Regions from separate parts of the Sus scrofa genome. Here regions 1 and 2 are each linked to region 3. Evidence: chromatin contacts called from public HiChIP or PLAC-seq data. All regions are on one chromosome and are shown on one strand. Each heading gives the region's core, a stretch centred on a gene start, on an enhancer-like site or on the middle of the called end of the contact. The rest is flanking DNA. Distances are from core to core; before and after follow the strand shown.

Evidence for each region. HiChIP or PLAC-seq counts read pairs in DNA pulled down with a chosen protein or histone mark.
Region 1: a contact with region 3 is called in an H3K27ac HiChIP or PLAC-seq map of alveolar macrophages. The contact joins the enhancer-like site here to the promoter of FAM126B in region 3. A contact is called at or near these places in 3 of 5 promoter capture datasets (fetal liver, fetal skeletal muscle and liver), 10 of 47 Hi-C or Micro-C datasets (alveolar macrophages, blood, embryonic fibroblasts and 6 more) and 2 of 2 datasets of contacts at active chromatin or transcription factors (alveolar macrophages and skeletal muscle).
Region 2: a contact with region 3 is called in an H3K27ac HiChIP or PLAC-seq map of alveolar macrophages. The contact joins the promoter of ORC2 here to the promoter of FAM126B in region 3. A contact is called at or near these places in 3 of 47 Hi-C or Micro-C datasets (alveolar macrophages, heart right ventricle and skeletal muscle) and 2 of 2 datasets of contacts at active chromatin or transcription factors (alveolar macrophages and skeletal muscle).

What each region holds. Positions count from the first base shown.
Region 1 is chr15:104,822,416-104,825,418 of Sscrofa11.1, forward strand. All of the region lies in intron 7 of CFLAR (CASP8 and FADD like apoptosis regulator), which reads left to right. Among named protein-coding and RNA genes, the nearest start is that of CFLAR, 24 kb to the left of the region's middle. Within about 2 kb of position 1,361, at least 43 of the 83 cell types and tissues checked have an H3K27ac peak or open chromatin away from gene starts, as enhancers often do. A contact at or near this core is called in alveolar macrophages, fetal liver, liver and 4 more, where this site is marked.
Region 2 is chr15:104,655,088-104,657,900 of Sscrofa11.1, forward strand. ORC2 (origin recognition complex subunit 2) reads right to left here and starts at 1,471. Exons shown (of 18, transcript XM_021074955.1): 1 at 1,179-1,471.
Region 3 is chr15:104,746,291-104,749,082 of Sscrofa11.1, forward strand. It overlaps FAM126B (a long non-coding RNA gene), which reads right to left and starts at 1,398. Exons shown (of 12, transcript XR_002339352.1): 1 at 1,248-1,398; 2 at 426-463. It overlaps NDUFB3 (NADH dehydrogenase [ubiquinone] 1 beta subcomplex subunit 3), which reads left to right and starts at 1,545. Exons shown (of 4, transcript XM_021075852.1): 1 at 1,545-1,702.

The sequences.
Region 1 (3,003 bases), core at 111-2,610, 76 kb after region 3:
GCTTGTGGCGGTGCTGGCTGCTTAACCCACTGAGTGAGGCCAGAGATCAAACCCACATCCTCACAAAGACCACATCAATTCTTAACCTGCTGAGCCACAATGGGAACTCCTCAAATTAATATCTTATTTATTTAATTATTTTTTTTTTGGGGTCTTTTTTTTAGCTATTTCTTGGGCCGCTCCCACGGCATATGGAGGTTCCCAGGCTAGGGGTCCAGTTGGAGCTGTAGCCTCCGGCCTACGCCAGAGCCACAGCAACGCGGGATCCGAGCCGCATCTGCAACCTACACCACAGCTCACAGCAACGCTGGATCATTAACCCACTGAGCAAGGGCAGGGACCGAACCCGCAACCTCATGTTTCCTAGTCGGATTTGTTAACCACTGCGCCACGACGGGAACTCCTCAAATTAATATCTTATGTTTGAATAACTGCTCACAATTTGCAAAGCGTCCTTATAGACATCTCAATGGAGCCTCACAGCCACCTTCTGGAGGACATGGTAGAGGCATCAGTATTGATCCCATTTTATAGGTGGATAAATTACAGATGTAATTTGTTCAAAGTCACACTGTCGTGATCCCCTTGATCCTGTAAATTAGACTGGGCTCTATCCTTATTCTTTCTTGCTAGCCCAAGAAAGAACATTGCAAATGGCACCCAGCATCCATCCTCACCATCTGTCAGAGGAAAGATGTGATGTTCATGGGAAATGCCAGCCTGATGGCTTCAGGCTGTGTCCCTGGAGTGACTGTGTTGCCACAGGGATGTTTAGGGGATGCTCCATCTTGGTCTGAGGCCCTAGATTTGGTGTTCTTATTGGCCTTATACTTGGCATTGGGGACCTGTTTGGCCTTTAGCTTCACCTCCAGCTTTAGGCTTTTTCCTCCTGTTCTATTAGGTGAGACCTTCCTCAGATTCCCTAGACCTCAGATTCCCATGGTGTCAGTCAGTCTTCTTTCAGGACCAGGCAAGGTTCAGACCAGCAAGTAGGTGGAGAGGCCAGGACTGAAACTCACATCTTGGGTTTCCAAGGCTGTTCCTCTTTTACCCTCGTATCACGCAGCTGCCTGCTGACTGCCTTATGACAGCCCAGCTGCTGCTCTAGCCAGAACCCAGATAAAGAAAAGAGATTAAGGCACAAGACAGCCTGTGTTGCCTCCAGACCTCTGCATGTCAGGATGGAAAGGGAGACTATGGCTTTCTTTCAAAGACTTTGATAAGGGAGGCACTCTTATCAGTGAAAAGAAGGTTTTGATCCAGGGAGCCAGTCTGAAATTAAGTAAACAAAAGAGCTTTGAGCCTGATGTTTCTCGGTTCGCTTCTGCCCCCTGGAGGAGAGAGTGCTCCATGACTAGAGAGTGCCACTCCGGAAGGGAGCGTTTGGAATAAAGCAGTGGGGATGGCCCCTGAGTCCTGTCCAGGCTCTGTCCTGGTACCTGGTACATGGTACAGCCCTGTGTGTCATCCCCAGCTCAGAACTGGATCTCAAGCCTTACCTACACCCTCAGAGGCCGTGCCTAGGGGGCAGTGCTTCTTCACCTCTCCTAGCACTCTGAGCTCCTATGCTGACAAGTGAGGTACTTAATAGGTTTTCAGCAACTGTCATTCCTTGAACATACTTAGTTATTGTAAGGTTTTAAGGAGATTGGCAACTTCTTTATATCTCTTGGGGGCTTGTATCTTATTATTACTTGATATATATATATTTCAAAAAATGAATTTAATTCATTTTCTTCACCCCTACCTTACTTGCGGGTCAGGCGGAAGGAGAAAAGTAAGTTGCTTAATTACACTCCATTCTTAGGTAATGGTTATTATCATTCCCTTTTGCTGACTTACCTAGTGAATTATTTATCTCATAATGTGTACAAATTGCTCCAAAATGTTATAGCTTAAAACAACGATACTAATTTATTTATACCTCTCATAGCTTCTGGGGGTCTGGAATTTAGAAGTGACGGAGCCAGGCTGTCCCAGCCCTGAGTCTCTTGAGAGGTTGCTGTCATATGTCAGCTTGGGTCCTTGGCATTGGAGGAGCTTCTCGAGTGGCTGGGAAGTTGGTGTGTGGCTTGCGTTCTTCTCCATGTGGGCCTCTTCACATGGCACTGGGGACCTGTTTGGCACCAGGGCCCTGTCTGGAGTGTTCTCAAGACATGGCAGCTGGCTTCCCCCTAGTGATTTGACTTTGAATGTCACGTGGTAGCCCTTCTGCCACACTCCATTCATTAGGAACGAGTTACCTGTGTTCAAGGGGAGGGGATTACACACTATCTTTTTAAGCAAGGAGGGTCGAGGAGTCACAGACTTATTTAAATCTGCCATATCTGGCAGGATGTGAGCCTCCTGAGTAGAAAGTTCTACGAGACTGTATGTGATTGTGTCCAGATACTGCCCATAGGCTGGCCAAATTGAATTAAGAGCACTCGAGCCAGCTCTTGTTTGTCCAGTGGCTGCTTAGTTCCCAGTTTGTTGTTAACCCAAGGCTGTGTTTCTTTCCCAACTTTTAATCTTTTTCCTGTTTCCTGCTGAGAAGCCAGAAGAGAAATAACATTTGCTTACTTTCACTTTTATAGTGTAATACTCGCTGATAAAGTTGGCAAGACAAGACGTTGAAACTATTGGTTGAAGTTATTATCCTGAATTATTTGTGACTCTCCATACTTCATATTGTTCTTATTTGGTGTGGAGAATTGAGAATCGGTAGTGAAGGGTGATGTGTCATAACCTTCAGTTATTTATCTCCCCCTGACCCCTTTGTATGACGCCCAAACTGGTATGAGGTGGGGCCCCTCTGTTCCTTGGTGGAAGTTATCTCTGCTCTGGACACTGTTGTGTTGTTGGGTTTGGGGTGAGTGCAGTGGTAGACTCCTGGACGACCATACCTCAGGGGAGGAAGAGAAGTGGGTACGTAGTCATGACACATGGAAACAAATCCAGAGAAGTGGCTAATTGTTTGGGTGACAACCTGAATGGGAAGATTCTTGTTTTACCTCTGGGCTT
Region 2 (2,813 bases), core at 221-2,720, 91 kb before region 3:
AGCACTGCCGTGAGCTGTGGTGTAGGTTGAAGACACAGCTCCGATCTGGCATTCCTGTGGCTGTGGTGTAAGCCAGCAGCTGTAGCTCCAATTCAACCCCTAGCCTGGGAACTTCCATATGCCGTGGGTGTGGCCCTAAAAAAGACAAAAGACAAAAATAAAATAAAATAAAATTTCCATTTCTTTCTTAGATCACTACTGGTTCATTTTCATGGGTACATCTAACAGAAAAAGTGCTCAATAAATGTTGAATAACGTCCATTTAAGGAGCAGTGTCGGGAGTTCTCTTCCTGGCTCAGCAGCTAACCAATCCCACTAGGATACATGAGGATGGATGCGAGTTCCATCCCTGGCCTTGCTCAGTGGGTTAAGGATCCAGAGTTGCCCTGAGCTGTGGTGTAGGTCACAGATGCAGATCAGATCCAGCATTGCTGTGGCATAGGATGGCAGCAGTAGCTCTGATTGGACTCCTAGCCTGGGAACCTCCACATGCTGGGGTGTGCCCCCCCCCCCAAAAAAAGGCAGTGTCTTTAGGCAAAGGTGTGGCACCTTTTGCCTAATGAAAACAGTACCTATTTTTCTTCAGACTGCAATAAACTAGGGGAAGATGTAGCCGTACTTCTAGGATTTCAGCTGTACAGCGAAAAGCAATGCATCGATATCTTTTTAACTTAAAAAGCTCTACTAAAGGTTTAACATTTTACACCTAAGCACTGTCCCAGGGTGGCTGTGTTCAGTTAGGAGGATTCTCTTGGTGCTTCCAGGCTGGGATGATATCAAAGAGCTCAGGACAAGATCTCTTCCTCCTCAGCCCGTATTGTAGTTGTTCCTCTCCCAAGACACCTTACTACTTTCGTTATGAATTTTCCCAGTTCTCTCTCTACAAGCACAAGGCTCCTCCCACCGGGAAACAGGTATGATGGTAACAGACATCCCTTGCACAGAAGACCCATCACCGCTGGACAGAAGGAGATGTCTTTAAAGAGGGGGCCTCCCACCCCAAGTATTTGCTGACTTTAGTCTGGGCCTCTCGCAACTGATCAGTTGGCAGCGCTCCGCCAGCCGGGGGTCCTCAGGCGGGCGGGACTGGTGGCAGTCTGGAGAGGGCAGAGAGGGAGGCGCAGCGACCCTGCCCTCTGCAAAGGCGAAGGCCGGGGACTAGGTGCACCTGTACTCACCTCGCCAGCCCCTTGCTAAGGAGAGGAGGCAGGCTGCCCAGCCACCCCTCTACGCACCGCTAGGTCTTCACCAGGCGCGGCTGCGGCCGCCTCGCGCCTGCCGGACGCTACCCAGCTGAACGGTCGCTGTTGGGAAGGCGGCTTCAGTCGCAGCAGGAAAGGCCAAATTCTTGAAGGCAGCTTGAGTGTAGGGTCGCAGAGCTGATCAGAGGAGCTCCCGAGGCCCGCGTGGGGGGGGTAATGGGAAGCCTCCCTACTGCACACCGAATCTCCCGCCCTGCTTAGGAGGCGGAGCCCCGGGGAGCCAATAGGAAGTGAAGTCGGCCGAGAGCGACGGCTCTGCCAGCCCGTCGGCGCCGGCCTCATGGCCCTGCCCACAAGAAACCCAAGGAAACCGAATCCCCAGCTCTGGGTTCTGGGCCTTGTCTTTCCTCTTTCCGTTTCCGGGGAAGGGAGAAGGCAGTGTTGATTAGGTCTGAGGAAGTTGAAGGAAGTGGAGCGGGCTGAGCGATCGGTCTGTCTTGTAGCAATCTTTTTTTTCTTCTTTTTAGGGCCACACCAGTGGCACATAGAAATTACCAGGCTAGGGTTCAAATTAGAGCTGCAGCTGCCAGTTTACACCACAGCCACAACAACGCGGTAGCCGAATAGAGTCTGCGAGCTACGCCACAACTCATGGCAACACCAGGGGGATCCTTAACCCACTGAGCGGGGCCAGGGATAGAGCCGCATCCCCATGGATGCTAGCTGGATTAATAACCACTGAGCCGGAGATCCCAATGTGGCGCAGAGGAAACGAATCCGACTAGGAACCATAACCACTGAGCCACAACGGGAACTCCTGAGTGGTGGGTTTTGACTTTGTTTTTATGGTATATGTGTGGAAAATAGAGGTAAGAAGCTGAGTTTCCCTTCTAGGTTGATACTAAGGTAGATAAAAACAAAGAGCCATACCATTTAGAATGGAGATCCAGAATTCAGGGGTGGCAGGAAGTTGAAGATAGAGGTGATCATAAAACGGCAACTCTCCCAGGTATTCACAGACATTTTGGGTAGAAAATTAGATTTTTCCATGGAGAAAGAGAGGACTAAGTTAATTTTGTGTGAGATGCCAGCAGCTAATTGGGTTATAGTTTGAAATAGTTGAGTTTGAGTCTTTAATAAAATTGGATTAAACATGGTGAAATAAACACTGTCTTGAAATGCCATTAAAATAACAGAGTTAAAAAGTATTTTTAAGTATATGCACAAAAGAACAGGAAAGGAAGTGAGCCAAGTTGACACAACTTTGGAAGATGTGGTGTGATCAAGCACAGCAGAGTAAGCTGCAACCCAGGCCAGCAATGAAATGCCAAAAAGAAGTCTATTTCTTTCTCAGATTTCCAGTTAGTCTCAAGGATTAATCTACAGGAGCATCTGAAGACAGAAGAGCAGAATGGGACTGAGACCTGGAGGATTGGTCAAAGTCTGAAACAAGGAACAATTAGATCTCTTGCACTTAACAGAAGAGCAGGAGTTTACAAGGTGAACCAGAGGATCTAGACTCAACAGAATAAAAATGAGAAGTCATACTGAAATTGATTGGTGGAACTGGATAAAATGTGTAGAAGACAAAGAATCCTCTCTTGTTTGGCT
Region 3 (2,792 bases), core at 148-2,647:
TTTTCATAGTCTGTCATTTCATAATACACACTGAATGGAATTCCTATTTTAATTCTACATTTCATTGTGCAAAAAATGAATTAAAAAAACTAAAAAAAAAAAACCCACGATGATGTACAAGTAATTATGTCTATAAATGCATTTTACCTCTACTGGAGAGATACAAAGAACATACTTTTTAAACCCAAGAAATAAATAATTCATAAATAGCTTCTCAACTTACAGAGCAAATTACTTAAAAAGGTGATTCCCCCGGCAAAAAAAAAAAAAAAAAAAAAAAAAAAAAAAAAAAAACAGAAACAAAAAACCAAACGAATTCAGACCACCACCTTATTTTCACAGTCTCTAACTTTCATAATATTTAGGGGGTAAAAAAAAAAAAATCTACCAACTAATTATCTAGTCATTTTCCAACTTGCACTTACCTCGTAGTATATATAAGTTCTTGAGGCTCTCCACTTTCCTGAAGATTAAAAAAAAATTTTTTTTAAATTAGCCTTGACCCTCAAAACAAATTCACGAACTATAAAACGTGAACCTGGCCACGCTCATCTCAAACAAACATTATCTCTCAGCCCAAGTCCATATTTGGGATGAGCTCTTCGTGACTACTCTATCCTTCATGCTTCCTCGCCCACAGAGCCTGCCAGGGTAGAAAACAGTCAAAGCAGTGAAAAAAACTATTCTGACATATCAATAGGTTGCAAGATCTCTTCTTCCAGGAGGGCAACCTACTTGTTTGGGTAAATAACAGCCATGGATTACATAATGCACAGCTATGAAGAGTTTCAAGGATCTGACCGCCAGTAAATATTTCTTCTCCGCTCCCTCCGTCCCCACCCGGAGAAATGGCCCTACGAAGCAAGCCCTAGGATTTCTCTCAGGTGCCTGCAATGCCGCGTCCTCTTCTCTCTTGGAGCTTCATGCAAGGAGTCCTCCAGCCCTCATTAAACCGTCTTGCTCCCGCCTCTTTCCGGTCTCCGCCGGCGCCTCCGCAGCCCCCCACGCCCGAGGCCCCCACGTCGCCACTGGGCTCAGCCTCCACCCGCCTCGGCTGCTTTCTCTTCCTCACGACCCTCCCAAGCTGCTACCTGGTCTCTGAAAGGTTCCGGAACCACAAACACTCCAGCTACCGCCCTTTCCGAACCACCCACGTTAGATCCTCTCTATACTCCCTGCAGCCAGAGAAAAAGAAAATCCCTCTTTTCTGGTACTCCGTGTCCCCTAAAGACAGCGCCGCCGCCTACCTGTCACCCCGCTGCCTCCGGCTTCTTACCGCCACCGCCTCCCGCAGCAGCCTGCCAACTGCAGCGCAACAACCGGCCCTCCCATTGGGTGGGTCCACGCTCCAACAACAGCTCCGTTGATTGGAGAAAAATGGCCGCGGCCCTCCCTTTGTGCAGCGTCTAAAGATTCCGGTCTCCCAACAAAGACTCGTTGCTCTTCCCCGCCCTTGGGTCCTTCACTGTTTCTCTTACATCAGTCAGACTCCAGATGCACAGATATGCGGGGAAATTTCCCACTTCCAGCCATCTTCATGTCATCTCCACCTGGACCAGGAATCTGTGCCCCCAGGACCAGGGTATTAAAATTCTCCTCTGCTTTCCTGCCGTGAGGTACTCAAGGTGACAACTTCCGTTTCCGGTTGCCTCCGGCTGGAGGGTTGAATGTTGAGTGTCCTGAGAGGTCAGATTGCTGTCAGGTAAATTGGGGATTTGGTGGGAGATCTGTTGATCGAGAATAAGAATGAGACTCTATCCTGGGAACTGTCAAAAAGGAGAGACTAAATGAGGAAAGATGATGAGAATATGTAACTCAAAATTGAAGGAGATCGAAGAACTAGCAGCGGAGAACTATGAAGTCTTTGAGTTGTGAGAGGTGATTGTAGAAGGATGTAGTGAGAATCCTTGTGGTTGCTAGGTACAGATGCTATTTTTCCACTTCTGCCACTTGCAGCACCCCCTTGCCCCATGTTTTTTGGTTTACCAGCTCTCAAATTGAATATTTGTAAAATAGGAATAACTGTAATACCTGCCTTACCGTCATGCATAGTATAGGTTTGATTTAAGATTTTTCTGGTATGAATGTTTATGACATAATGTTAAAGTGAAAAAAAAGGGTACAAAACCACATCAATTTTTGCAGTGATTACTGTTTTTATTTATTTATTTATTTAGTCTTTTGAGGGCCGCACCCGTGGCATATGGAGGTTCCCAGGCTAGGGGTCTAATCGGAGCTGTTGCTGCCAGCCTAGGCCAGAGCCACCGCAATGCCAGATCCGAGCCTCGTCTGCGACGTACACCACAGCTCATGGCAACACGAGATCCTTAACCCTGCTGAGCGAGGCCAGGGATTGAGCCTGCGACCTCATGGTTCCTAGTCGGATTGTTTCCACTGAGCCAAGACGGGAACTACAGTGATTACTATTTTTAAATTGCATATATGCAGATAAAGGGGCTGGAAGAGACATCACATGTGAAAATAGATAATTTGTCTTTTGTGTTCTAATGTTACTACCGTATTCGCAGTTTTGGTTTTTTTTGTTTATTTGTTTGCTTTTTCTGTCTTTTTGCCATTTCTAGGGCCGCTCCCGCGGCATATGGAGGTTCCCAGGCTAGGGGTCGAATCGGAGCTGTAGCCTCCGGCCTACGCCAGAGCCACAGCAACGCAGGATCCGAGCCGCATCTGCAACCTACACCACAGCTCACGGCAACGCCAGATCGTTAACCCACTGAGCAAGGGCAGGGACCGAACCCGCAACCTCATGGTTCCTAGTCGGATTCGTTAACCAC